2 separate regions of the Mus musculus genome follow, and region 2 is linked to region 1. A link is a contact called in public promoter capture Hi-C data. All regions are on one chromosome and are shown on one strand. Each heading gives the region's core, a stretch centred on a gene start, on an enhancer-like site or on the middle of the called end of the contact. The rest is flanking DNA. Distances are from core to core; before and after follow the strand shown. Region 1 holds the start of Rps8 (ribosomal protein S8). Region 2 holds the start of Spen (spen family transcription repressor).

The links. Promoter capture Hi-C pulls out the DNA fragments that hold promoters and counts their contacts.
Region 2: a promoter capture Hi-C map of cranial neural crest shows a contact between it and region 1. The contact joins the promoter of Spen here to the promoter of Rps8 in region 1.

The regions. Positions count from the first base shown.
Region 1 is chr4:117,154,411-117,158,420 of GRCm38.p6, reverse strand. It overlaps Rps8 (ribosomal protein S8), which reads left to right and starts at 2,289. Exons shown (of 6, transcript NM_009098.2): 1 at 2,289-2,363; 2 at 2,744-2,850; 3 at 3,314-3,413; 4 at 3,608-3,783; 5 at 3,993-4,010. The coding sequence starts at 2,360. Snord55 (small nucleolar RNA, C/D box 55) reads left to right here and starts at 2,573; the gene lies at 2,573-2,650. LOC115490046 (a small nucleolar RNA gene) reads left to right here and starts at 3,132; the gene lies at 3,132-3,235. Snord38a (small nucleolar RNA, C/D box 38A) reads left to right here and starts at 3,847; the gene lies at 3,847-3,905.
Region 2 is chr4:141,536,439-141,540,448 of GRCm38.p6, reverse strand. Spen (spen family transcription repressor) reads left to right here and starts at 1,852. Exons shown (of 16, transcript NM_019763.2): 1 at 1,852-2,285. The coding sequence starts at 2,203. It overlaps Gm4123 (predicted gene 4123), which reads right to left. Exons shown (of 2, transcript NR_166589.1): 2 at 3,032-4,010.

The sequences.
Region 1 (4,010 bases), core at 1,040-3,539:
AGCCCTGGCTGTCCTGGAACTCACTCTGTAGACCAGGCTGGCCTCGAACTCAGAAATCCACCTGCCTCTGCCTCCCGAGTGCTGGGATTAAAGGCATGCGCCACCATGCCCGGCTGATAATTCTTTTTTTTTTTTTATTTTTTATTAGGTATTTTCCTCGTTTACATTTTCAATGCTATCCCAAAAGTCCCCCATACCCACCCATACCCACCCTCCCACTCCCCTACCCACTCACTCCCCCTTTTTGGCCCTGGCATTCCCCTGTACTGGGGCATATAAAGTTTGCAAGTCCAATGGGCCTCTCTTTCCACTGATGGCCGACTAGGCCATCTTTTGATACATATGCAGCTAGAACCAAGAGCTCCGGGGTACTGGTTAGTTCATATTGTTGTTCCACCTATAGTACAAACCTGTCTCTTGTACATAACCTTCAGTCTCCTGAGCCAAGAGCTTGCAAATCCAGCTTAGGTACATTGGTGGTGGCTCTGACTTGCATGTGGCAGATTCTCTCTACCACTGAAGTGGCCCAGCTGCTGCTATGAGGGATACTATGGCAAATCCCAAGGTCAGGCCAATTCAGAAAACCTAGATGTGGTAGCTCGCCTATAATTCCACAAGTCAGAAAGGCTGACACAGGAGGATTACCAGGAGTTCAAGGCTAGGCTGGGCTACTGTGAGCATGTAAGACCCTCAAAAAAACAAAAACAAAGCTGGGTGGTAATGCAGCTTTAATCCCAGCACTTGGAAGGCAAATCACAAGCTTGTGCCTTCAGGCCTGGCTCAAGAACACTTTTAAATGATATTAAAATGATTAAATGATATTAAAACAAAATTAAAAATCTCTTCAAGCCAGGCGGTGGTGGTGCACGCCTTTAATCCAGCACTCGGGAGGCAGAGGCAGGTAGATTTCTGAGTTCGAGGCCAGCCTGGTCTACAAAGTGAGTTCCAGGACAGCCAGGGCTATTCAGAGAAACCCTGTCTCAAAAAAACAAAACAAAACAAACAAACAAACAAAAAACCCCAAAAAAACAAACACAACAAAAAAATCGCTTCAAAACTGTAAAATCGTGGGGGGGGGGGGGGCTGGCGAGATGGCTCAGTGGTTAAGAGGGCCGACTGCTCTTCCAAAGGTCCGGAGTTCAAATCCCAGCAACCACATGGTGGCTCACAAACATCCGTAACGAAATCTGATGCCCTCTTCTGGAGTGTCTCAAGACAGCTACAGTGTACTTACATATACTAAATAAATAAATCTTTAAAAAAAAAAAATCGGATACACGCAGTAAAAACCTCAGAATCAAAATTTAAAACATTTGAAGTTAAAGTTTAAAATTCAAAAAGAAATCGGTCAGGTGAGAGGTCCCTTTAAAAGTAGACGTTCACTGACATTCAAGGCGACGTTTAAGTTTAAGAAATAAAATGTACTGACTGAGCTCTCATCTTGTCTGACGCCGGAGCCCCACTGTCCTCTGCTTTGATTTCACTTGGAGGGGTGTCTAGTGCCTCAGTTTCTCCTCAGCCGGCCGCTTGTTCCTCCCACTGAGCAGTAGCTCATTCTTTAGCTCAGGCTAGCCCTCAACTGGTGATAATTCTCTGTCTCAGTGCTGGATTTCAGGTTTGACCCACTGGGCCAGACCAGATTGTCAGATACTTTGGAATTGGAATTTCAGGAACTGTGAGTCGACCTAAGCACTTGATGCTTTTGAAGAGACCCTGAGCACAGTTTGCAGTACCAATCTTTCCAGAACTAAAACTGTTTTTAATTTCCTTTTTGATTGCTAATTGCTGCCATGTAAGAGATACACATGAATTTTGTGTGTTCATATACAGGGTCAAGTCCCCCTGTGAACAGAGCGTTGGAGCTTCTACTACTTCACTTTTCCAATTAGGGCCCTTTACTCTTTTTTCTTTTTTGGTTTTACAAGTTTACAAGGGTTTCTCTGTATAGCCCTGGCTGTCCTAGAACTCACTTTGTAGACCAGGTTGGCCTCAAACTCAGAAATTCGCCTGCCTCTGTCTCCCGAGTGCTGGGATTAAAGGCGTGCGCCACCACGCCCGGTTTAAAAAAAAAAAAAAAAAAAAAAATTTAAAGGACAAAATGTAAGCACAACAGGCAGGCAAGTGTGCCCTATAGCTCAGCTTAAGGAGCCCGCCCTCCAGACCGCCCAAGGTCAAGGGATTTGAGGCGGGGTCCGCGTGAGTTCGCACGCCGCAGGACCCTCCCCTGTGCCAGCGTCCCAGGCTCGCCGCGGCCCCAGGTCCTTCCCGGCAACCGGAAGAGACGTAAAGAAGGCGGGGCTGAGTTTTAGAAACCGGACCGTGAAGCTTTGCGCTTCCTCTTTCCAGCCAGCGCCGAGCGATGGGTGAGTGTTGCTGCGGGCCGGGTCGGGCCGCGGGGGAGCGAGCTCCATCCGTCTCCATCCTGCCTCCCGACGCATGCTCGGCCCGACCATGGGCCACGGGCAGCCGTGGCAAGGGCCTGCGGTGGGCTAGGGCTGTGGAGATCGCTGCGGCCGCCTCCGGGGCTCCGGGCTGCGAGCGGGCCAACATGGCTGCCGCGGGCCGGGCCGCACGCGGATGATGACACCTGGGTATGCTGCACACTCCCGACTGCGTCGTGGGGAAGCCAACCTTGGAGAGCTGAGCGTGCGGGCAGCCCGCGCAGCGCGGGGCTCGGGAGCGGGCTGATTGGCCGGCGGCGAGGCCCGGTTGCTCAGGCTTGCGTCCTCGCTCCCACACACAGGCATCTCTCGGGACAACTGGCACAAGCGCCGCAAGACCGGGGGTAAGCGAAAACCCTACCACAAGAAGCGAAAGTATGAGCTGGGACGGCCCGCTGCCAACACGAAGGTGCGTGCGGGGGTCGGGGGGAGGACGACTGGGAGAGGCTGCCTTCCCCTGCGCTAGAGCGTGTTTGCTGGGGAACACGAGTGGCTGTGATCACCTTTGTAAGGCTCAGGTTTCTCGGTGCTGGCGACTGGACATGGAAGTGTGTCCACGTGCAGGGTCTGTGCACCCTAATCTCCAAGCTTAGGGTCTACTGGAGCCTAGGAGTGGGAGAGCTGCAAGCTTGGTGTGTTCCTTACTGGGGTTCTTCCTGTGTTAGGGGGGGTCTGGCTTTTTCTGGAGGTAACTAGGGTGATGAAAACGTATCCTTAGGCGTGGTTATGGCCGTCTTGGCCACCTGTACACCACTTGCCAATGCAAGGACTTGTCATAGTTACACTGACTGTTACCTCCGTCTGGTTCGGGTTCCTCTCCCAGTCCCCACTCGTTTTGATGACACATGTTCTGGCCTTCTTGTGTTCTCTAGATTGGCCCTCGCCGCATACACACAGTCCGAGTTCGAGGAGGCAATAAGAAGTACCGTGCCCTGAGATTGGATGTGGGGAACTTTTCCTGGGGCTCTGAGTGTAAGTAGGTGTTGAAGTATTTGAATTTGTTCTTGCTGAAAGATCCTGAGGTAGTTGGAGAATTCTTTGCCATATTCTGATCTCTTAACTCCTGCAATGAGAGGTGCTTTCTAGAGAATGTTAAAAAAAGATTTCAGTAATAAAAAAACATTAACTGCCCCAGCCCCTGATTGTGAATCTCTCTTTGTATGCAGGTTGTACTCGCAAAACAAGGATCATTGATGTTGTCTACAATGCATCCAACAACGAGCTTGTCCGCACCAAGACCCTGGTGAAGAACTGCATCGTGCTTATTGACAGCACGCCGTACCGACAGTGGTACGAGTCCCACTATGCACTGCCCCTGGGCCGCAAGAAGGGGGCCAAGCTGGTGCGTTGTCTTCCTGTAAGGGGTTGATTGGCTGGGGGTGGGATGGGTGCTGCCTTCTTGTGATGAAAATACTGTCCAGTTCTGCTACTGAAGGAATGAGATGAACACTTTAGTGCTGAAGAAGGCAAGCATGGCGACTTGGGGGGGGGGGGTTCAAGGAGGCTTGTGACTTTCCTGGTGACAAATCAATTCATATTCTTTTCATTCAGACTCCTGAGGAGGAAGAG
Region 2 (4,010 bases), core at 603-3,102, about 24 Mb before region 1:
TTTAGGGTTGGAGAGATGGCTCATGCTCAGGAATTAATAGCACTGTCTGCTCTTCCAGAGGTCCTGAGTTCAGTTCCCAGCATCTAAATGGCAGTTCACAAGTGTCTATACCTCTGGTTCCAAGGGATCTGACACCCTCATACAGACACATTCAGGCAAAATGCCAATGCACATGAAATAAATTATTGTTTAAAAATCTAGTTTTAAGGAGACGAGGCAAGAAGACTGCCTGGGCTACATAGTGAGACCCAGTCTCAAAATGAAGAAGAGGGTGGGAGGGTGTCTCAATGCTTGAGGACACTATGCCTCTTGCAGGGGATCTAGGTTTGGTTGCTAGCACATGATGCTCATAACCATCCCTAACTCCAGCTTCAACTACACACACACACACACACACACACACACACACACATATCTCAAGATATATATGTATATATATATATACATATATACAGACACACACACACATATATATCAAGATATATATATATATATATATACATATATACAGACACACACACACACATATATATATCAAGATATATTATATACATATAAACTTAGGCTATATGGCAGACTAAAATGAACAAATAATAAAAAATAAACCCTAGTACTTTTTATGGAACAAAAGAAACAATTATGTGACCCCAAATATTATTGCTATTATTTATGATTTTTTTCCAATTCAAAATACTGCCTGTTCGGTTGGTGAAGTTATATGGTAGCCGAGGTCTACAGTCTCAGTCCTGAGAGGTGGGCACAAAACTAGAAGTGTGAGACTAGCCTGAGCTATATAAGACCCTTTCTCAAAAATATAAACAGTGGCTCTGGAAGACCCTTTCAAATTAAGCCAAACAAAGAAAACACTACCAAGAACTGGGAATGTAGCCTAGTGATATATTAACACACCTTGTTGGACGCGGGCGAGGTCCTTAGGTAGAACCCTAATTTGTGTGTACTGCACACTTTGTAGACCCTAAGGGCACAACGAAACAAAAAGTGTAGGCTGTACCCGAAGCACCATTTTATTTTTGTGTATGAAAAATTAAAGTATGAGTTGCTGACGGTTTTAATGAGTTAAGATTTTTTTTTTCTGTTACTCCACAGTGGCCTTTTGCGGTTTTATCTTTCTGAAAGCCGGCCTTACATGAAAGGTCAACTGCCAGTTTCAAAAGTCTGGAAGGGCCGGAGGTCTAATACTCTCTGTTTAAAAAACCAACTATTCCAAACCTTCCGAGGGGAAACAGTATGGAATGTCTGTATCCTTTCAGCTTTAATTCTTGTGTGTACTGTAATCATGAGCAAAGACATCTTGCAGAAGGTTTCGCAAGCTCCTATATAAAAAGTTGCTTAATGTTACAAGCCAATGATTCTTGGGAGGGATGGGTTTCTCTGCAGCGCTGGTCCCTTGTCTGGGCGGTGAAAAGGGTGGCCTGGTCCCGACCACTTTCCCAAGCAGGCGGGGAATCTAGGCGTCCGGAAATGGTCAGGGGCGGGCCGTAGGGCAGACAGGCATAGGGACTTTGGCCTCTAGAAACCTCTTGGCGTGGAAACTAACCGGGTTCTCTTGTGTTTCCCCAGAGCAACGCCTGACCGCAGGCAGAAGCGGCCCCATCCTCCCCCACCCCGACGCCTCCGGCGGCCGGCCTCCCGGCCTCCGGCGCGCCTGCGCACTAAGCTGACTGCGCGGGCGCCGCTTCCCGGCTCCGCATTCCTCCCCCTTCCGAGCTCCGCGCGCCTGCGCGCCGGCTGGGAGGCCCTCCGCGTCGGGGCGGGAGGACGCGCGCGCGCCCGCGGCCAGGGGGCGGTGGCCAGGCGGCGGGAGGCGGGCCGCGCGCGCCGGTGGGAAGCGTCCGGCAGCCACAGCGCCGGCTCCGTCGTAGTCGCGGCCGCCCGGGTCTCGCTCGCCCCTCCTCCCGCTCCCCCGCCCGCCGCCGCCCGCGCGCATGCGCCGCCGGAGCGCGAGGGTCGGCTTCGGGTGTTTGGTGGCGGCAGAGCGGAGCTGCGAGGCCCGAGAGTCAGAACCTGGGGGAGAGGGATGGTCTCTGCACCGGGGGGAGCCGGAGGAGCCGCCGCCGCTGCCGACGCCACCGCCGCAGCCGCCGCCGCCGCCGCCCCGGCGCCCGCCTCCCTGCGCTGACGGCCGCGTACGAAGCCGGCGAGGGGGAGCCAGCCACCGCGGTCGCCGGCACACCGCCCAGCATGGTCCGGGAAACCAGGCACCTCTGGGTGGGAAACTTACCGGAGAACGTGCGGGAAGAGAAGATCATCGAGCATTTCAAACGGTGAGTGACACGAGGCCCGGAGCCGCGCTGGCACCTCGGGCGCCTCTCCGGCCCGTTGCTGGCCACCGGCAGAGCGGCGACGCGCGGCTGGCTCCGGCGCTCTGGGCGGGCGGCTGCTGTGCGGCCACCGAAGGAGCGGGAGCGCTGGGGGGCTGCGGGATCGCCTTTTTGCGCGCCGCCTCGCAGTCCAGCGCGACTGGCCGGGGCCCCGAGCGCCCGCAGAGCCCGGGCTGTGCGGACGCCGCAGCCGCGCTTGGCATCGTGCGGCACCGGGAGGTGGCAGGCACCCGGAGCAGTGGCCGCTCTCCGGAGATTCGTGCAGCGGCGGATGCTTCAGCTCTCTGCGCGGCTGGGCGGAGCGGGCTGCCTGGCGCTCGGCGGCGGCTAAATGGGCTGCCCGTGTCCCGGAGCTCGCGGGGAAGGGAGCGCGAACGCCAAGCTTGGCGCTGCGGATGCATTCCCGCGCCGCGCTGGTGACCGAGCGTTTTTTTTTTTTGTTTTTGTTTGTTTGTTGTTTTTTTTTTTTTTACAATAGACCCTTCACCTCGAATTCGTTAGTGAAGTAGCCAAAAAGTGCAAAATTTTAGCGATTAGGTATGACTTTTCGGTTTCTCTAAATACTTTTTGCTTGTGGAAGGAAAAGAAGTAAATGCTGCTTTTCATACCCGTTGGTAGCATTTAGCGCTTATTTGCTCCCAGAAACGCGTGTCCGGGTAACTGGTAGAGGCCTCAGCATGCAACCCCACTTACAATGAGAATTTATTCATACTTTCCGCACATTGAGAAAGAACGTAGCAAATCTGCGATCGCCTGTGGAAATTCACTTCTCCTGATATCCAATACCCTGGAAGGTTCCAAGTTGGGCGTACTCTGAATTCCCACTATCCAGTCGGTGCAGGGAATATAATTAGGAGAAGGAACGTCCTCACATTAGAGTCAACCTGGGAAAATGGGTTGTGTCGCCCGGTCTAGAACCTCTTTGGTGAGGCCTGGGAAGCGTGAGCGCCTTCCTTTCTCTCTCTCTGATGGAGGGCCATTGATTCTGTTGGCCGTTGCTCTGACCGGGGGTATTAAATCTTCGCCTCCGGGGCGCGCGTGTGCGCGTGCCCGCGTGTGAAAAGGAGCTGGGTATAGTGAGGCCATTCATAACCTGCCGGGATGTCCTCCGCAGGCCTGGGGGAGGTGCGCGCTGCCTGGGACTCCGGGTGTTTACTACGTTGTGTCTGAGACACGGGAGAGGGGGAGGTCCGGAGATGGAGTGTTGGCCGGGGTGCCCGGGGATGAAAGGGGACTGCAGCAGCTGGAGCGCCAGCAGATGGGAACTTTCTCTGCCCGTGCTGCTCCACCCCTCGGCTCGGGTCTCTGCCCTCTAGTAGCAGGTCCTCAGCGTGGAGAAGATAGCACTCCGCTTTCTTAGGTTCTGGAGTGGAAACCCCTCTGCGCTGTACCTCCTTTAAATCGCCCAGTGGCTCTTCCATGGGTCTCTGCATGGGAAATTGATACGCACCCGACGTGCAAACACGTGCATCGCCTCATTCGCTCTGCTCCTGTGTTGGGTGGTCAGACTTGACATTTTACATCATGCAGATTTCAGAGGCACGGCTTGCCTCAGACCTGGAGTTTGACCCCCTGTGCAAGCCGAGGGAGAGGGAGAGCAGCGAGGGAGGAGGTTGGGCGCAGTCCTGGGAGGCTTGGAAGCGTGGTGCCGCGGTCCGGCTGGTGTGA